Linked DNA regions of Rattus norvegicus: region 1 is linked to region 2. Evidence: chromatin contacts called from public Hi-C data. All regions are on one chromosome and are shown on one strand. Each heading gives the region's core, a stretch centred on a gene start, on an enhancer-like site or on the middle of the called end of the contact. The rest is flanking DNA. Distances are from core to core; before and after follow the strand shown. Region 1 overlaps Sidt1 (SID1 transmembrane family, member 1). Region 2 overlaps Cfap44 (cilia and flagella associated protein 44).

Region 1 (6,668 bases), core at 1,383-3,882, 260 kb after region 2:
CTCCCACCTCGATCCTTCAGTGTGGCCACTTCCACACCTCTGAGACACCTGCTGCTATAGAAGGCCAAAGCACCATCTCATTCTCATTCTCCCCTGACCCTCAGATGACTGGATTCCTCAGAATATGGTGCAGAAGTGGGACCAAGTCCCCACCCAACTGGGGACAGACATTCTACTAACTCGAGTTAGGTCACCTCATCAGAAGGAAAGCTGAATTCCTGGCACCACTGGAAATGCTCTGGGTGGGATACTTCTGAACAGATCACCTTGGTTGGGCCCGTTTCTTAATGTCTTCATCTCACCATTGGAGGTTGACTCTGCACTCTACTACTGCCTCCCTAGAAGGCCCCTCTTTCTCCATAGACTTCTAACAGCTCCAAGATGGACACAAATAGAGAAAATGCTTTCTACAACAAAAGTGATGGACAGTGCTTAGTGGCCAAGCATCGGACAGACAGCATTCACCTAAATGACTTTTATCCTGGAGCAAATTCAACAAAGCAACAGTGTTTGGTGGTCCCCAGACACACAGCTCAGCCTGTGCCCATACAGCCTTTTCGTGGACATAAGTGTTCCCCAGCAGTATTACTCCGGTGTCCTCCACAACTGAACCTGTCTGTCGCTTATGTAGATCAGGGTTCCAGGCGACCTGCCTGAAGTTTTCAGCAGTAACTCAGGATGGACACATGAGTCACAGAGGTTGCGTCTATCCAGTCACCTCTGACTGTATCCCATTTTCACACTGCCCCCAGGAGGATGTAGAAAAGCGCAATGTTCCAGCTTTCTTCTCTTGTGCCATCTGGCACACCCCTATTCTGACCAGGCCTCCCAGTTGTGTAGAGTATGACATCATCAGAAAATAGACACACAAGTGTGTGCACCCATGCCTACTTGCTTGTGATATTGAAGTCACTTCTCGCCTGTGCTTTCTTGAACATTTAGTAAGGAAATGGATCAGACATTCCTCTTTTTTAAAAAAGAACTATCATTCTTTCTCTCAAATATCTGTGTCCAAATATGTGCTTTGGAAGTTTGAACAGCAAGCTTTTCCTGGTTTTAAAAATGCAAAGATAATCTCCATGAATAGTTTTGTGTGTTTTTTCCTTTCCAAAATGGTCTCATGTTTGCAATCTGTTTCCTGTTATTCTTCATTATTTCAAAACTTGTTGGCCTCCCTGGGTCACATGAAGGCTATCAATCAGATGGTTGTCCTAGCCAAGCATCTTAAAAAAAAAAAAAAAAAGTTCCAAACAAGCCGAGTTTTGTGGCTCATCACCTTAATCCCAGCACAGGCAGAAGGAGGTGAGCCTATGAGTTCAAGACCAGTCTGGCCTACAAAGTGAGCTCCAGGCCAGCTAGGGCTGTACAGTGAGACCCTGTCTCAAAGCAAAACAAACAAGCAGCAGAGAAAATGTTCAAATCTGGTTGCTGATGGCTGACTTGAACTGCTTCTTTCAAAGCGGTCCTTCTGGTTTCACGTTCTAAATGGACCCAATAAGGAAACTGTACAGCAAAGACCATCCACACAGTTCCGGGGCCTGAGCAGATAAATAGAAAGATAACTTATCTGCTTTGGAAGTTTGTTTGGGGGCAGAGAGTCAGTGAAAACAGGAAAATAGAAAGGGTCCATGGGGAGGGAAGGAAGGAGGGCGACTGTGCCTCTGTATCTCTGTGCTCCGTTGTGTCCTGTGCTGTGATATCAAATGTCCTGGTCATTTCTGTTCTTTGGAGCAGGCGAAAACACCCCAGATCAAACCTGCTTTTAAAAATAGACCTTCCAAGTCACATGTTGCTGGTTCTTTGTACTGCACAGATCTTGTGGTTGGAGGTTAGTGAGCTTTGTGTGGGACCTTAGCGTCAGTGCTGAGGTAGAGGAGAAGCACGGAAGGAACCTCAGGATCTAAAAACGATGCCTGAGCTAACTCTCTGTCAAGTTCATGCCCTTTGCCTCTTAAAGGCAGAGGCAAGCTACCTCTGAAGGCGCAGGGCAGCAGGCAGGTAGCAGAGAGAGGGAGTGAAGTGTGGAGACTCTTGGCTGAGGACTCTCAGAAGGAAAGAGAGCTTCTCAGTTGGAAGGGAACAGAGATGCAACAGCCAGAGGAGAGAGACTGTGTCTGTAAAATACGAGATCTCCCCACCTCTGACAAACGCCGGGGCGGCAGCTGCACCTGTTCACGCTGGATGCCTGAGAGATTCGTGGGGTTTTATTTTAGCAGCAAGAGAAGCCAATGGAAAACTGGAGTCTATCTGGGGAAGGGACTTTCCATGACTAAAGGCGATCCCTGAGCCAGCAACTGGGAATGAAAACAGTTGCAGCTGCTTCCCTGGTAACTCCAGGCAGCCTGGAGAATGTTTTGTGGGTTTGCAAAATGCACGTGTCAGCAAATCAAATAATACCCAAATGTTTCTCCTTCCGAATGACAGGCACTCTGTCTGTCTGAAACTGTGGGGAAAGGCAGCGGTGAAGAGACACCTTTGTGAAAGCAACAGTTAAGTCTAAGGGAGGTCACAGAGTCAGGCCTTCAGTCTGTGAATGTCAGCCTACCGGCTGTGTGACCTCAGTCAAGCTGCCGAACCTTTGATCCTCTGTGTAGTGCCACAGCACAGCCCACCAGCTCACAGAACGCTAAGGGCCCAGGAATGTGTGATGCCAGCACAAAGCTGGCCCTCAGGTCCCACTTTCTAACCACCCACAGGGATGTGGGACAATAACAAAGCCTTCAAATGTCCCGGTTCTCTTCTCAATCCTCCATGCCAGTCGCTGTGTTCCCTGCCCTCATCTGCGGGAGAGCAGGAGACCCTTTGGGTTGGGAGGTCTCTTGACCTTCAGAGGTAAGGCCGAGATTACCACCTCTCCAATCCCTAGGCTCCTCCTTGCCATCTGCCACTGCATTTTTTTTCCTCTTAATTCCAACTGAAAAATGCTAATGGCCTCCAAGGTTGGGGCTTAGTGCAGAGTCTAGCTGAAAACAGCATCAGCCTTCCTTACTTCCATTTCCACCCTGCATCTCAAAGGAGAGAAGCTTCAGTTTTCTCCTCGAGAGTGGCTGACACCACTGGAATCTGGTGACTGCTATGTGTAGCATACCCCACACTTTTACCCATCAACCCAGGGCTCCCAGTAGCAGGCAGGCTGGAGACTCTGCCTGGAGGGAGGGAGCCCCAACCTTTCAGGTACCCCAAAAGGTCCTAGAAATGGAGGACAACTGTCAAGTCAGTCCCCATGACTCATCCCCTGGCAAAAGGAAGAAAGAACATAGAGTACAGATGATTTGCTCAGCCTGGAGCTGGCCAAGCCTGCTCGCCATGATTCCACATGGAAGAGAAGTAGGCCTGTTGCTTCGCTTGCTTTTGCTGTTCAGAGATTATAAGATATATACCAGGGCTACGTTTATATGTCTCCTCCCTGTTAAGTCACCATTGTCAACAAGGCAAAGTGTTCTCCATCCTTAACACACATGAACTCAGGCAAATTTAGCAAGCGTCTCAGAGCTTCTAGAGTAGAGCACTAGAGTAAGGGTTTTAGATTGGATGGACATCTACTACTATAGAAATCTTTAATAGTGTTTTTACAAGATTAAGTTACTTACCCCAACTGAACTAATGAACAAATGCTATCAGGCAATATCTGAATGTTGTCTTTTATGGTGGATATTTGTTTTATAAGGTGCTTTCAACCTATTTGCAATTTCTAACCCTTGTCACTCTAATATGCACACACACACACACACGTGTTACTCTGGGTTGGGGCATTGAAGAATGCATCACGTAAGATTATAGCTCTACATTAGCTTAGGTTGTGGAAACTGACTGATTACATGGAAAATTCAAGGAAACGAGGTTGGTTGTCACGTTGTTCTCAGAAAGGCAGGCAGGCCAAGCACGAAGTAGGATAGAACTATTTAGTTTTAAGCAACTCTCAAGTGTACTTTTAACTCTGGTTGTGAGTTTCAGCAAAAGTTCATCTCTTAGAATGTAAGAGATGTTTTTTATAACAATGCATCGTCACATCCAACACCAGTGCGGTGTTATACCCATCTGTAACTCCAGATCCAGGGGGATCAGACACCCTCTTCACACCTCTGTGGGTGGCTGTCTCTGGTACCACATGGTGTACCCTGTCCCCACACACATACATATACATTCAAAAGAGAAAGCCCTTACCTCTATCCTATATCTTATGGCTTCTGTGTCTCTGTGACTCGAGTCTCATCAGCTTCACTGGATAGAAACACATTGGCCTTTAAGCAATACTATACTTTGGTCAAGAGCTAAATAAAGGGTGACTGGCCCATCTCTAAGTATATCACAAAAGGAAAGGGAAATCTGGCATTCAGTTCTACATATCTTACTCTGGGCCCCTTTATGCTAAATCTTGATATTCTTTGTAAATAAAATGTTCCGTCTTTTAGACAAAGGTTATCTAAAATGATTCAAAGTATCTTATTTTAGGATAATGAAATGTTGTCATTCCAGAAAGACTCCAATGTGCATTTTGTGGATTTCTTATATTGCTTATGCAAAGTTTGAAAGAGCAAGGCCTCTTCCATGAAGAGGGTGGGTTCAGTCTTGTTTGCTCTGCTTCTCAAGCACAGGACAACTTGTGGAGTAATCTTCTTTTTAGGGGGTACATTGTCCTTTATTCTCTTCCTACTACTCCTCTATTCGCTTCACTCAATAACTGGGAGATGTTTGGACAGGGCAGTGGAAAGAACCAGGGCATAGCAAGGGACCAAAGACATAAATGCTTTTATATCCTGTGCTCTACAATCCAGAAGAGAAGACAGAATAGAAACAAATTATTACCATGTGTTTATTATAAGCAAGCAAACAGTAAAAGAATAGAGTTGCTTCATAGACTTTTTAGCATTTGTCTCAGTCACTGTTCTGTTGCTGTGAAGAGACATAATAACCAATTCTTATAAGAGAAAGCATTTAACTGGGGGCTGGCTTCCAGTTTCAGAGGTTTAGTCCATTGTCATCATGGCAGGGAGCATGGTAGCAGGTAGGTACTGGGGCAGTAGCTGAGAGCTACGTTTGGCTCCACAGGCAGAGACGCAGGGAAGGGAAACAGACGCTGGGCCTGGAAAGCCCACCCCTAATGACACACTTCCTCCAACAAGACCCCACCTCGTAATCCTTCTAATCCTTTCAAATGGTGCCAATACATGGTGACTAAGCACTCAAATATCTGAACCTGTGGGGGCCATTCTTAGCTACATGTTGAGATCCTGTGGTGCTGGGGTGGGGTGGATGGACAGAAGATGAAGGGAGATTTTAAAGAATGGGAAACCTTAAAGACATAAAGTGTGCACTAAAATGGCCCCAAATATGCCTGAGAAATTCCAGTTGACTTTCAAGTTTTAGAAAAATATAAAAAGAATGTGAATGGAATGCTACAGAGAAGGAAAATAACAAACTGAGCTGGAAGATGACTGGAGACACGGTTGAATGTTGGTTCAGTCATGGGTTGTTTTTCTTTCTTTCCTTTTTCCCCCACTCCATTAAAAGTTCTCATGATGTAGCCCAGTCTAGTCTTCGACTCATGTCCTCCTGGCTTTTACCTAGTTCTGAATTACAGGCATAACACCTTAGCTAAATGCACTTTTTTTCTGACTGCAAAGGGAGAGGAACACTGGTAAGATTTCAGCCTAAGACATTCCTAAAAGTTTTAAATGTGAAAAGTGGCTTTGAACAAGAAGGTAGGTGTATTAGACAGGGTTCTCAAAAGGAGCAAATTGGATAGAATACATGCACAGAGGTGTGTGTGTGTGTGTGTGTGTGTGTGTGTGTGTGTGTGTGTGTGTGTGTGTGATTTATTAGGGTGGCTTATAGGATATGATCCAGGTGTTCCAACATTGACAAAATATGGAGCTGGAATCCTGGAATAGCCTTAGAAAGTCTTCAGTCTACATCAGAATTCCAAAGAAATGGGTTCTAACACCAGGGAAGAAACGCCCCAGGAATAAGACAGATGAACTTGCCAGTGAGAGTGAAAGGGGCAGGCAAAAGCAAAGTGTTCCTTCTTTGATGTTCTTTTATGTGGGCTGCTGTAGGAGGACCGTCAGGGCTGCCTCTGATAAATGGTAGGGGGTCTGGAAGCCCTAAGGAATCTCCTGCAGGAGGACAAAATTGAGGACTGCCTGAGAGACCAAGCACTGCTGACGCAGACAATGTCAGCCTTTAGTAACTGCTGTTTAGGAGAGATGTTTTTTGGGGACCATTGGGGTGTGGGTGGAGGGTATTAAAGGAGCTTGCTGCAGCATTTCTCACCTGCTCCTGGAGTCTTTGCTGTGATTCGCGCCACCCCCCAAGGGCAGGGAGGGTCAGGCATCAGGCCATCCAGGGCAGACTGCCACCAGAGGGTATGGTCTAGAATTAGGGTGGGTCTTCTGACTGCACAGGCATGGTCAACTAACTGGTTTTCTAGTTTTTTCCAGATGTGATCAAGTTGACAACCACAATTAGTCCTTGAGAGTAAGCAAGTCAAGACTGGACAAGAGGGAAACTCAGTTGCTCTCAGGGTGACAAAATGAAGAGATAGCATGCATGCAAGGGAAGAAAATGGTGTAACTTCCTAGTGCACAGTAGTGTTGGTAACCAGTAATGGAGAGCTTGCAGAATGCCGTTTAGTGAGAACACTCTACAAATGCTAGGAAAGAGGGGTT
Region 2 (5,968 bases), core at 848-3,347:
GCTAAAGAACTGCTCCAGACGATTTCCAATCCATCAAGTGATAAAATCGGGAAACAGTAGCAGATGTTTTTCATATTTCTTTGTCTTTTTAAACAATGAACACTGGGTTTGGATTCATGTAACATGACATCACAAACTGTTTACTCCAAGAAGGAGTACACAGATGGGAGGCAAATTCACTGTTCTGTTGCTGGACAGGAGGTAAGCATCTGCCACGTTGAAGGAATGAAGCTAATTCTTCTTGTGTAGGTGTGTGTGTGTTAAAAGACCAAATATTGCCTCTAAAACACATAGTGCTATGCTACCCCATTAACATGTGGTCCTTAATAGGTTCCCTTCATTCTAAAGTTACCATTGCTGGAGGAGTTGTCCCATTTCAAACCAACATCATCAATAGGGTGTGTGTGTGTGTGTGTGTGTGTGTGTGTGTGTGTGTGTGTGTGTGTGTGTGTGTGTGTGTGTGTGTACGTGCATGCGTGCATGTGTGAGAGAGAGAGAACTTAAAACCTTTGTGTGGCTAGACTTAATTAGAAACTGAAAATTTTAATGCAAATCTTCACACATTTTGCGTATGCATTGTGCGAGGAGGGATTGTATATTTCAGGAAAATGAAGAGTTGAAATTCAGCCTGGCACATTTAATCTTATTAAGAGTTGTATCAGCCAGCTTTTACTCTGTGAAGTTGAGAAACAGGATCTAAGGTAGACTGGGATGAGTCCACCATCTGCTGGCCTGAATGAGTACTGCACACAGCCTCTTTAGACTTGTGTTGTCCGGTTTCTACAGAAGGCAGCTGATGTGAACAAGAACTGTGCTCAAAATGCAGCACGATTTTCAGGAAGGCAGTGCTTTTAAAGCATTTATAGAAATAAGTGTAAGGAACATGGAAATTAGGAGCATGAGATCTAATCCTGGCCGAGAAGAAGTAAGATATGTGATTTCAAACACGGGGATCGAAGCCTTTTAATGGTCACTTCCAGGAGAGGAATGGGCAGAGCAATTGTTTCCAGTCTTTGTTTATGCACCTCAAATCTGAGCTGTAGTTCACTCGACAGACTGTTGGAAACTTTTTTTTAAAGCCTAATTTTGCCTCTTCTCCATGATCTAAAGGAATTGTCAAAGTGGGTTTTGGGGAATGCCACTTATAGGCAACCTACTTCCTGAACTCTTCCGGAACAGTCAGACACCAAAGGAGTTGCCCAGGCTTCCTAAGATCCTGGTTACCAGGTTTGCTAATCAGATCCCTGAGCCCCACAAACCTCTATCCTCTAGTGCGATAACTTGTTTTTAAAGCTAAGTTTCGAGGCAACTTTTTGTGCATTAGTGAGCAATGAAGGCTATGATTAGCACCTGTTCACTTTCATTAGTGAAAGCATGCATAGCTGAGTGTAGAGACCAGGTTACCTCAATCCACTCCATAATGTATGAAGCAATGGCTAATTGCTTTTTGGGTGGCCTTGCCCTTTAGTCTGCGCCCCGCCCCCTCCCCCCACCAACAAGAACCGTACAAATCCAGACGCAGATTCTTCACGCTGTGTTTGTATGATGCAGACACTGCTACCATGTCCGACATGGACCATGGGTCAGGGTTTGGTCATTTTTTCAAGTAAGACGGTACTACCTACCAACTAGCCAAGTAGACAGGGAACATGCAGACACATGGGTGTGTTAGAATTATATCAGAAAAAGAAACAGGCCCAATAACATACGCAATACACCTTAACTGTCACATGAACACCATAACACTAACATCTAACACTGTGGGGGAACAGCCTTTAGCCAGTCATCTGACCCCCAGAAAGTGTGCTAGAGATTACCGACATACAAGCATTCTGGAGGCTTCTACTATGATGCTGCCGTCGGTCCATCTGGACCCGGCCTTGAGCCCAGCATTTCTGCAGCTGGGGTCAAACCCCAGCTTTGCTCCCAGAGAGCTAACTGGGCTGAATCGTGTGGCCTGGTTCATCTGGGCTTGGCTTCCAACTGGCGTCTATAGCATTTAACCGTTTTAAATGAGTGCATCGGTATCAGCTCCCTTGCTTCCCCTGGTAAGGCCTCTCTGAGCTCTGTGGCCTGGAACTTCCTTGTAGCCATTTATAGATACACGTACTCACACAGATGACATTTTACTGTGCGAAATGTAACCTGTGATCTGTGATCAAGAGTGCAGTCAAACGTTACAAATAACAATAGCCAACGGTGGGGGAACTTGGGCTACTCTGTAAATTGCTGCCAAGAGAGCTGATGTGCCTTGGGACTGTATTTTTGTTCAATGCATTCTGACACTGTGTGGAAAGTCACAGATGTGTCGATCTGCATCGCTGCCAATTGTGTTCACAGATGTGCAGTCCAGAAACTCGTAAGGGCTCTCCAGCACAGCCTCGGCCACAGCAGAGCTTTCTTTCTGGTACAGATGCAGACAGTCCACCTGGGAAGCCAAAGTGTCACTGCTGGAAGGACACCAAGTGTCAGGGAGATCAATCTGTGAGGGGTGCAGCCATGAATTTCAATAAATCCTTCTCTGAGTCAGAAAGTACATTCTTGAGTTCAAAATGTCACACGTAGTCAAAAGTGGCTGTTAGAGTTAGACCTCCAACAGATAAAAGTACTGGATCAGAACCAGTAATGACTCAGGTGAAGCCTGGCAGAAGGCAGAGTTCTGATGGAGTCACAAAGGGCCTAACTAGAGCAAAGCTTCCCTGACTGACTTGTTTTGGAAAATGTGAACCTCAGAACTGAGGCGTTTTCCGAAACTGGGTAAATCAGGGAGCGGCCTCTGCCAACCCAAGCTGTTTTGCTGTGTCTGTCTGTGTTTTTCCTCAGTCCTGAGCCCTCTTTATGTTGACTGCTTTATGAAGTCAACAATAGCAACGTTCAGATTTGTGTTTCTTACTCTAAGTTATTATTGGCAGGATGGTTTGCTTTTTCTCTCTCTCATGTCCTTTCGCAGACTATTTAACACAGTTTATTTTCTAAAGATCCAAGGACTAAGGAAGGAAGTTTCTTCATGGGTTGCTGAATAATAGTTTTCCTTGCCAAAGGCTACAGATTCGGAATACCGGAGAAAACAGATATTTTTCTGGAAACACGTCTAACCGCGGCCTTCTTGCAGCTATGAGATTCGGCCTTCTTCATACTTAGCTTAGGGTGAAAACACATTACTCAGCACAGTCCTAAGTACACGTCAGTGTCTCGGTGATTTCTAACCTAGGGAAATAGCGTTAAGTCACGGCTCAGGAGTCTTTTTTGAAGATCTCACTATGGTTCGCTTTAAAGCAAGAGGATTGTTGTGGGCAACGGGAAAGGAGACTGGTGAATTCCTCTGAAACTCTTGGGTGGAAATGAGAAGACAGCAATCTTAAGCGTCCATGTGCCTCATTTCATTCTCTTGCATGGGTGTGATGGGAGGGAGGATGAGCCCCCCCTTCTTCCGCAAAAGCGCGATCTCTTCCTTTAACGCGGAGATCTTTTCTGACTGGGTTTGGACCAGTTCAGTGACTTTCTGCTTTGCCACTATATCTGCTTTCCGGGGGCCCTGGAAGGCGTTTCCCTATTTGGGGAAAATTGAAAATTAAAAAACAAACGAACCAACAAACCATCTCCCTTACAGTCCATTTAAACAGCAACTGCCTCTTCCGGACACTTTTTACTCCTCCGCTAAAGTCTCACCCTTAAAACGTGTGCCTTTTAACAACTCTGAAATCCAACCTTGCTTCGGAAGTCATTTGCACTGTCTATCCATCCTTCTCCACTTGGAGGCTCATTGCTGGGACCCAGGTAAGACACAAAGGCAAGTTAGGGGGACCTACGATGCCAGAGGAGCCCTTCACACTGCAGTCTAGCGAGAGTCAAGAGTTCTAGCACAGTTAAAATCTGCTCTGAAGGTTGCCTGCGTAGAGGCAACCTTCTTTTCATAGACATTTCAGGAACAAATGCTAAGATAGCCATGAACTGTGCATAACGTCAACGAGCCTTAGGGTATTGTCTTTCTCCATTCCTAGCTGGAAACCTGGGACAAATAAAGACTACAAACTTCGATTACAGTGAAAACATGCCAGCTCCCGTGTGCCTTTCTCTGCCTGTAATCTCATTTTACATTGTAAACGCATTCCCTCCCGTCGGGAGGAAGATGCTTCCTCAGGGGACCTTAATTTGAAAACATTTCGTTTAAATTATTCCCAGGATTCTTACAGGAAATATAAAGGGTGTGTGTGTGTGTGTGTGTGTGTGTGTGTGTGTGTGTGTGTGTGTACTAAGAAAGACAACTGATATTTTGGCAGACACTATAGAAGCTGCCAGGCTACCAAAGGTCAAAGCTCACTTTGGTGAATGTTTATTAAATAGTGTCCCACCTATCACATACTCTGTAGTAAGTACAGTCTCGGGCTCAACATGGATTCCATAATGACAAGTTGAAACCCTCAAAAAAACAAAAAAACAAAAACAAAAACAAAACAAACAAACAAACAAAAAAACTAGCAAGCTTCCTGCCGAGTAAAATAAACGTTGAAAATGGACCCTGACACCAACCAAAACCAGGGAGTCCACCCGTGTCATTATTTGCGCCTGTTACCTCACTCTCCAGGACTGAGGTAAAGTGTATGGTGGCTACTCATACGCACTCATGGCATACACAGAGCTAGTACCCTCTGGGAGCCGCTCTAAGGAGGCCAGTAGTCAATGTCCAGGGGCAGATGGCCTGGAGGCGGTCCAAGGCCTGTGGAATACCAGTGCTTTGCTGGGCTTTGAACTCTGCAGGGGCCGGACGGAAGAGAACTCACCTGCTGGTTCTGCAGTGTGTTCAACCTGGAATCAAGTCTCTTCTTCTCGAGGCACAGGTCGTTCATCTGGTGAAGCTTTTTGGTGTGCTCCTTCGTCTTCATCATCAGGTCCCATCGCACCTGAGCAATCTTTTCCTGCGGAGGAGGGAGGGGGGGAGAACGGAAGGAGTGAGTTTGGGAGGAATTAAAGAAAAACGAGCATCCAGTTGGGTCAAAACTATGGGGACATCGCTCAAAGTAGAGTGTTTTTCAAACTCAGATTAGGTTTTGGGTTCAATGCTTAAAACTAGAGAAGGAAAAATCGAGTTTAAAGCCAATCAGGCAAAGGGAACTCTTGCATGTACATGAAAACACAACCCAAAGCCAGTATGAAAATGTAAACGGAAGCGATTGTGTGGGGTCTGGTTTGATTAAAGAGAAAGCGCTTGCTGCCCTGCCTGCTGACTGGATTTCCATCATCAGATCCACTCGGTGGAAGGCGAGAGCCGACTCCTGTAAGTTGTCCTCTGACCTCCACAGCTGCACTGTTTTTTTGTTTGTGCACATACGCAGAACTATACAGAACTAATTTATTAGTGGGACTGGGGATTGAACCCACGACCTTGCACGGGCTGAGTACTGTCATCACCGAGACTCAACCCCCAAGCCATAAATGTGCTTTCTAATTTCCAAATTGGACTAGGAGGCCAAAGCTATCAAGTAGAGCAAGGGGGGATTCTCAGAGAACCGTGAATTCATGTCATGGGTGCAATGTACACTTTAATGCATCACGTGGCTCTTCAAGATCGACACGTTTCTCTAGTAAAGAAGTAAGGCAGGCCCCTGTGGGCTGTGCAGAAGCCCCATGGGGATTTTATAACTCGCCCTCCCCCCTTGGCCTCTTCCCTGAGCCTACCTCCCACATCCTGATCTCCTTTGCATTGGATAGCTCCTTCCGAAGCTTTTTGATCTTCAGCTCTTCAAGGGTTGTGTTAACAGAAAGGGTCTGGAGGGCTTCCAGATCGATCACACGGCCAAACTTGCTGATCATTAGCTCTCGGACAGTTTCATCCATTTCTGAAAAGACAGTCACGGCCTCAGTCTCCGCAAAGGCCCAAGCCAATAATAAATGAACAAAGCCTTAACTAAAAGATGCCAAGGGACCGCTTTTGCAAGGTCGTTAAGATTCTTTTGTTGTTGTTAGCAAG

Evidence for each region. A called contact is a pair of places that touch in the nucleus more often than the background predicts.
Region 1: a Hi-C map of Schwann cells shows a contact between it and region 2, with 12 times the contacts expected there. The contact joins two enhancer-like sites. A contact is called at or near these places in 9 of 12 Hi-C or Micro-C datasets (the A7r5 cell line, the Rat2 cell line, Schwann cells and 5 more).

Annotation. Positions count from the first base shown.
Region 1 is chr11:69,964,294-69,970,961 of GRCr8, forward strand. Sidt1 (SID1 transmembrane family, member 1) reads left to right here. Exons shown (of 26, transcript NM_001100653.1): 26 at 1-1,084. Among named protein-coding and RNA genes, the nearest start is that of Usf3, 68 kb to the right of the region's middle. Within about 2 kb of position 2,633, at least 15 of the 93 cell types and tissues checked have an H3K27ac peak or open chromatin away from gene starts, as enhancers often do.
Region 2 is chr11:69,704,059-69,710,026 of GRCr8, forward strand. Cfap44 (cilia and flagella associated protein 44) reads right to left here. Exons shown (of 35, transcript NM_001134590.2): 33 at 5,677-5,837; 34 at 4,782-4,916; 35 at 1,661-3,550. The coding sequence ends at 3,359. Among named protein-coding and RNA genes, the nearest start is that of Boc, 78 kb to the left of the region's middle. Within about 2 kb of position 2,098, at least 9 of the 93 cell types and tissues checked have an H3K27ac peak or open chromatin away from gene starts, as enhancers often do.